Linked DNA regions of Mus musculus: region 2 is linked to region 1. A link is a contact called in public HiChIP or PLAC-seq data. All regions are on one chromosome and are shown on one strand. The core of a region is the stretch at or near the end of the contact, and the rest is flanking DNA. Distances in the headings are between cores, read along the strand shown. Region 1 overlaps Tmem189 (transmembrane protein 189). Region 2 has its middle 59 kb from the start of Gm17619.

What was found. HiChIP or PLAC-seq counts read pairs in DNA pulled down with a chosen protein or histone mark.
Region 2: a contact with region 1 is called in an H3K27ac HiChIP or PLAC-seq map of large pre-B cells, with 4 times the contacts expected there. The contact joins two enhancer-like sites.

What each region holds. Positions count from the first base shown.
Region 1 is chr2:167,647,733-167,651,734 of GRCm38.p6, reverse strand. The region is part of intron 2 of Tmem189 (transmembrane protein 189); the gene reads left to right. Among named protein-coding and RNA genes, the nearest start is that of Tmem189, 12 kb to the left of the region's middle. Within about 2 kb of position 2,329, at least 85 of the 459 cell types and tissues checked have an H3K27ac peak or open chromatin away from gene starts, as enhancers often do.
Region 2 is chr2:170,251,465-170,255,230 of GRCm38.p6, reverse strand. No RefSeq gene overlaps it. Among named protein-coding and RNA genes, the nearest start is that of Gm17619, 59 kb to the right of the region's middle. Within about 2 kb of position 2,385, at least 131 of the 459 cell types and tissues checked have an H3K27ac peak or open chromatin away from gene starts, as enhancers often do.

The sequences.
Region 1 (4,002 bases), core at 1,080-3,579:
GCAACTGAGTGCCCTAGAAAACAGCTACCAGGCTGCAGGAATCGAGAGCCTTTTCCTCAGGTGGTGGGAGAAGACACTCTTGTTCGGGTTATTCCTGACACCAGCGCCAAGCATGCCTCTGTGAATACCAGGTGCCAGCCATCCTACAGATGGCAAGACTGAGGCTCGCAGAGGGATGCCGGGCTCAGGCTACAGGCAGCTGCCACTGGGGAGCTTGTACCAGAGCCCAGAGCGCTGGCTGCACCCTTGTGCTTCTTTCGCTAGTTTCTGCTAGTTAAGGGACAGGCATCCTGCATGACTCTCATTTCCCAGACCTGGACATGAGGCTGAGTGTGGTCCTCTCGACTCCACCTGCACAGGTGACCTTGGACAGTCCTTTGCTGCCAGCCTGAGCAGGTCTGAGATCTCTGAGCAGGGCAGGTGTGATGGGGCTGTCACTGGACATGAAGGGAGATTGCACCGTTCGTGTAGATGGTTCTCTATGATGACCCCGATCTCCTGATCTTCACCTTCAGAGTGCTGGGTTTACTCGGCAGCTGTTTCTGCAGGGTTGGAATCAAACCCAGGGAACCCAGGGCTTTGTGTGTGAGATATAATTCTCTTCTGGCAGTTGCTTTTAGGCCATTTCCGGATAAGGAATGGTGGAAAGAAGCAGGCATTGAAGCTCTGTGCTTGTGCCAGTTAGCACCCAGGGGGGCTGCTCTATGCTATGCTCTGCCATCGATCACTTGCCTTTAGTCTCATAGCCAGTGTCCCCTTCCTATCCCAGAGTCCCATCTAGGCTAGCACAATCTGGTTACTTGTCATGGCCCTATTTGAGGATCATTGGTCTGTGGCAGTTTCTCAGCCACAGCCCAGGCTGCCTTCAAGTTCTCTCTGTAGCCCAGACTCCCGATGCTCAGCCTCCTGAGTGCTGGGGGCAGAACTCAGGCCCATACACATACTGGGAAGGCGGTCTCCCTCTGACGCCTCACTTGCAATCTTGGCTGACTTGGGAACACTGGTTAGAATTATTAGGATGCCTCAGAGTCTAGAGTGGTGATGCTCTCCTGGCCTGATTGGTATCAGCAGAACAGCTCAGTGTAGCTCGCCACTGTGAGGTCACTTTGCCCTGGACCAGGAGCACCTTCTGGGTTTTTTCCCATGTTACCACGCACCCCTCCCGGCCTCTTTTGAGACAGCCTCAGCCCAAACTTAAGTCAGTAGTGAGGCCCATACAGCGCACTTTCCTGACGCCCTTGGCAGTGCTGGGTACTGGAAAGAGGCTCCCAAAGGCCACCCTGGCTTGACTTGGTAATGCTGTTCTACTGTGTTCTGATCACAGAGGATTAACTGCCCAGGACAGTTAAGGGGAAGGAGCTTAACCACACTAACCTTGGTCCACAAGGACTAACAGAGTCGATGCACTCAAGTCCAGTGTGCTCTGGTTTAAAAGAAAAAGTGTCAACCAAAAAAAGAAGGAAGGAAGGAAGGAAGGAAAAAAAAAAGGGAAAAGAAACCTCTATGGTGTCAAACAGAAGTCAGGCATAGTGGTAAGTGTCTTTAATCTCAGAACTCGGGAGGCAGAGTTTTGAGTTTGAAGCCAGCTTGGTCTACTTAGCAATTTCCAGGCTAGCCAAGGTTACATGATGAAACCCTGCCAATAAAGTAAGTAAGTGTTGGGACTGGGTGGGTAGCTCAGCGGATAAAGCGCTCACTCTACAAGGGTGAGTATTAGAGTTCGCATCCCGTATAGAAAAAATCCAAGTGTGTATAGCAGCCTACCTATAATCCCAGCCGTTAGGTGGAGATGGGATCCCCAGGGCAAGCTGGCTTGCTAGACTAGCCAAAGCTGCAAGCTCTGTGTTCAGCCAGAGGGCAGCAAGTAGAGAGCCTAGAAGAACCTTAGTGCCACCGTCTGTTAGGGTATGTTTGCACACCTGTCACCCTTGTACTTGACAGGCTGAGACCGGAGGATCAGAAAAGTTCAAGGCCAACCAGGGCTGCATGAGTCTCTGTCTCAAAAAAACACAATGTCTCTGCTGTCCTCAGACCAGGGGATGGGGGAATCTGTGAGCACATGGGCTTCTCCATGAACGAGCAATGCACCCAGGGCTCCGTAAAGGTCCAGTGGGGGCTGCGTGCATTGTACCAGATGATGGCACAGTAGTCACCAGCAAAAAGGGAAATGGCCAATGCATGTGACACATGAGTGACTCCAGATGTGCTAGCCCAGTGAAGCAAGCCAAACCCAAAATACTTGCAAACAAGGTATTACAACAATACCATCGCATCATCCCTCACCCCCTGTGCTGACTGACACGTTGCCTGTGGTCACCCTGTGATGTTGGCAGGGTTGAGTCATAACAACAGAGACTATGTGGCCACAGAGCTGGCTGCCTCCGTGTCTAGCTTTGTTATAGAAGGTTTGCTGGCCCCTTAAGCTCCACATGAAGAGGAAGCCGCGTGGTGACCTTGGCTGGTCAGAGAGGTACAGCCTTGAGCCACATAAGCCTGCACACCAGGGTGTGCAGGTTAGGTACAGTTCTAATCAAACTCCAGCCATACCTGGGGAAGGAAGAGATCATCTCATCCACGGCCTGGGCCGGACATTCAGGACAAGAAGCCTGGACTTGGAGCCCCTGCCGTGCTCTACCACAGGACCAGTATTCCCCATAACTGTCAGGATGGCGGTGTTTAAATCTGTCATTGGTCAGTGATACTGGGACAGGCCTCTGGAAGGATGCTGAGCCCAAATTTGGCAAGAGGCAGAGCAGTGTAGTTAGCTAGAGACAGGTTCCCCAACCCTTGCTTGCTTAGAGGCAGTATGTCTACACCATTCATAGTAGACAGTGGGTCCTGCAGTAATGCCCCAGACCTGCTGGGGTGCCCGGTAGCAGCAAGTCCTCTTCGGGGCACGTTGTCTTCACTGAGCAACAGGACTGCCCGGTGCTAGGCAGTGGAGCCCTTCTATCATCTTCCACCGCTTCTCTGGCCCCACTGCCTATGCTTGGATGGGTGAATAGAGAGATGAGCAGGTAGGTGGGTGGAGGGATGAATGGATAGTGCATAGACACATTAGGTAGGAGGTGGATGGATGCATGGGTAGGTAAATTTGTGGATAAGTAGCCAGGTGGCTGGACAGGTACCACTGGCTTCTAAAAACCTACCCTTAGCAGCTGCCTTTAAACAGATTGGACACTGGGATTCCATTCCCAAGGTAGCCTGCATCCTTCCTCCTGTCACCTGGGTTACAGTCTCACTCTCTTGGGAGGTGTCCAGAGGTTCTCACCCACAGGCCTCATGGCACCCCCAAGGCCTTGGTCCCCCGTCAATGAGAGTCCAAAAGCACCATTGCAACTCAGAACCTGGGCCAGGCAACCAGTTTACAGTCAGAAACTGAGGGATGGAGGACACTGGCACAGGCCTGTACAGCTCCTCATTCCCAGCTACCCTAATGGGTCAGCTCTGAGGGCCTACTGTGTGCCAGTTGCTACCCCACGCAGCATTGAGCCCATTGATGTCGCAAAACCAAGGTCCAGTCCTAAACCAGAGCCCACGGTGCCCCAGGTAACTCAGGTCTTAGGAAGGGCACGGAGCCAGGACCCTAAGCCTCGGAGGAAAGCAAGTTGTTGAACTGCATCCTGGAGAGGAAGAATGTTCCGGGCAGAGAGGAACAGTGAGGGCAGAGGCTCAAAGGACAAGAAGGTGCAGGGGGTGAAGGAAGGGCAGGGACACTGCTAGGCTCTCTGCCTCAGTTTCCCCATGTGTACGTGGCTCCTCCTATTCCTGATTTGAATCTCAAGGCCTTAGGAGCCAGCTATGCCACTGCCATGTGTTTGACTTGGGCTCCATCCCTCTGTCCCATTCTGTGGGTCACCTCTGTCGAGTAAGCTAAATGCTACTAACAGGTAAGAAAGTGACAGAGAGGCCACAGACAGAGAGCGTGTCCTGCTGAGACTTGATAAACAGTCACCACTGCGATCTTTTACATCTTCACCACTCCTGTTCCACAAGAGAAAG
Region 2 (3,766 bases), core at 1,136-3,635, 2.6 Mb before region 1:
GTATAATACTACACACAGAGAGAGACTTAAAATAACCAAGGAGATGGGGGTTGGTTGTTTGGTTGGGTTTCCTTGAGACAGTTGATGATAACAGACTGAGGGGTACTTAAATTCTTCATCCTCCAGGACAGCCAGGACGAGACAGAGAAACCCTGTCCCGAAATCCAACAACCACAGTCTTTTGTACTCTGGTGTCTATTGCAACACCATGTATAAGACCCCGAATATGGAGAAATAGGCTACGTATCTATCACTAGATGGACAGGTGAACCACATGTGACATACACCCGCAATGGAAAGGACTCCTGATCCCTGCTACAGAATGTGTGAATCTAAGATTGTCACGCCAAATAAAATCATACAGGAATTTATTACTGGTGTTTTGAGGAGTTCCAGCATTAAAAAGAAAAAAAAAAGATTTTAAAAACAGATTATTGGTGACCCCAGCCTGTCTTAGTCAGCATTGCTATTGCTGTGATGAAACGCCGTGACTAAAGCAACCCGGGGAGGAGAGGGCTTATTTGGCTCACACATCCATGAAACTGAAGTCTGTTAGCAGCTAGACCTATGTAGAAAGACTCTCTCTCTCTCTCTTTCTCTCTCTCTCATCACAAAAAAATCTAAATAATAATACTATCAAAATATAAACATTGTAAGCCAGTTTCAATTATATATTTGTCTCCTGTTCAGATGTATCCAGAAAGAAGCTAGGAAAATTCTGCTAGCAAGGAGTTCAACTGTCTCCGGGAGTTAGCCCATTCATTACAATAACCGGATAAGCCCGAGATGGCAGGTATCATCTCATTGCAGGATGGGGCTGGGTAAATCCTCAGTGGTTCAAAGCATCTATTGCTCTTGCAGAGGATCCAGGTTCTGTTCCCAACCCCGACAACAGGCAGCTCACAACTGCCTGCAACTACCGCCGTCAACTCTTCTGTACTTCAGGGACAAAGCACATATGCAAATACAGCCACCCACACAGAGACATGCTCCTATAAACATTTAAAAGAAAAAAAGGGGAAACGACCATCTGCTAACGGGCAAGCATTCTGAAATCTACGTCCAGCCTCCTGAGTCTATGCTGCCATTTGAACAATGCAGGAGTCCACTCTAGAAAGCCGCCCTTGGTCATGAGCTGCAAGCCCACACAGGTCAATCCTGCAGCCCAGGGCAGAGCCCAGCTGTTTCCTGGACAGCGCATCCATCTTTGCTCTAGGATACATGAAGCTGTGCTGTAAGGCTAGCTCCAGCCCAATCCTGACAAGGACTAGTTTTGACTAGAAATTCACTATCTGATCTCCATCTTCAGTTCCTAACAGAGGCCTGTCTCTGTGTGCACTCTAGTTTGTTGATCTCACTGGTAAGTTATGAATCACCACGTTGTCATATTGTCACAGGAACCCTATCAGAAGGCCATAAACCAGTTGGGTAGGCTGACACATGCCTATAATCCCAGCACTTTGGGAGGTGTATGTCTGTGTGTGTCTCTGTGTGTGTGTGTGTGTGTGTGTGTGTGTGTGTGTGTGTGTGTGAGAGAGAGAGAGAGAGAGAGAGAGAGTTTTAGTCAGGGTCTCCCTTATTTAGCCTCAAACTCACAATGTAGACCAGGCTAGCCTGAAACTCAGAAACCCACCTGCCACAGCCTCCCTAGTGCTAGGTTTAAAGGCGTGGGCCACCACACCCGGCCTAAATTTTTTTTAAGTGAACTGCATCTTGCTTTTTGCTGTCTCGAATCCTTACTGGCCCTCTCTCCTTCCACCATAGAATGCTAAGCAGGAAGACCCTCAACGGGTGCCCTTCTGTGCCCTTCCACCTCCCAGCCCCAGATCCATGAGCCAATACATTTGTTTCTGTTCTTTATAAGTCACTCAGTCTCTTACAGGATCATAACACACAAGTAGGCCTGGTATAATCACAGGCTCCCAGTGAGTGCCTGCTCAGCTCTGGGGGAAACAGAGCCAGAGATCCCAGCACTTGGGAGATGTGTGTCTGGGATACGGAGGTTTAGGTGAGAGAAGGGCCAGACATGGAGACAACCAGAGAGGTCTAAAGCTGGGAATGGAAGTGAGGCAGCTTCCCCCCAACATCCAATAGACATCAGCCCCAAGTCTTGAACGAAGCGCAGTGAGGCCCACTCTGGCCTCTAGAAAACACTAAGTTTCGGTCAATTCCTTTCCTTCTTTCTCATCCTTCCTTCCTCTGCTTCACTACAGACCAGAGTCTGGGGGACACAGGCAAAAATATACAGGTTCTCGTGTCCCAGGACAAAGAACTACACCAGAGACCTGCGGTTAGTGACAGAAACAGAAAAGGTTTATCAAGAAAAGGGAAGTGCTCCGGAGAGAGGCAGGCAGACTCTCAAAAGCACTGGAGCCCGAGTCACGTGACCTTCGGAAGATCATTTGTACAGCAGCTGCCTTCCCCCATGGTTAGATTGAGAAGACACGCTCTGTTGCAAGTAGCCCACGTGGAGAAGGGTTTTAGTCTTTCTCTGTCGAATGGCTTGCATCTACCATATGTTAACCTTGAAGCCTCTCTTTCTATAGCCCTACTTTACAGTCACGCAAGCGCACAGACACACACACACACACACACACACACACAGACACACTTTTCTTCCCTCCCCTTAACCCCACCTCACAACTGTCCTTTCACTTTGGGAACAAGCCCTAGAGCACTGACCTCATAAATGTGTTCTCTACCTCCACGACTAAACTCTACTCCCAGCTCCCAGCCCAGAACAGTGTAACAGTGTAGACAGCTGATGCATCTGGGATTTTGGTCCTCACAGCTCTGTTCTATTCACCCCCACACTTTGCATAAGAAATGTGCTGGGTTGCAGTTGAGAACTAACTCTCAAGGGCCCGGACTTAGAAAATGGCTAAACTCTTTCCCTGTGCCTTTGGTTACTCATGGATGCTCTCCTTGGTCCCCCACTCTCCTTCTGCTCGGCACCCCACTTCCTGAAGCAATACTCAGTGGTGGACACCATTTACCATCATGCCTTTGTGTACTGAGATTCTCTCCTATTCTCTGATATATCCAAGAATTCATTTTTAATTATGCATTGTGTGTGTGTCTCTGTGTGTACATGTGTGCTGGAACCCTAAGAGATCACAGGAGGGCACCACATCCCCTGGAGCTAAAATTACAAGCTGTATGATAGAAACTTATGAGGATATCTGCACAGATTAAAACTGATAAGGCTCCCACACATGTATCCAATAAGATGAAGCAATTCTTTGTAATATGTACAGTATAAAACATAATGCTGGTATATCACACAATCCCACAGGGCAAGCAATTGTAGAAAGAGCCAATCATACCATAAAAGAGATGCTTATTAAACAAAAAGGAAGAGTAAAAATCCCCAGGGACAGACTAAATAATGCTTTGTTAACTCTAAATTTTCTTAATATTGGTTAAAAAAAGAAAAAAAGGAACAACAGCAACGCTGGGTTATCTGAGGAACTAGGCTAACTCACGTACTATAAGGATGTGTTGGTATTAGAATGGAAGCACGCAATCGTTTTAAGATGGGGACATGGTTATGCTCATGTATCTATGGGGAATGAAAAAAAATATGGCTACCAAGAAAACTTAAAAAGATTAGATCTGACCAGGGAAACCCTCCTATCAGCTAAGACATGAATGTCTTCCCAAAGCAAATAGCCTAGGTGACTCACTCTCACAGACTGTCTCAGTCTGTCTCTCCAAAATATATATCCACATCAACTTCAGAAGAGCAAGCCCAAATGGTTGATCA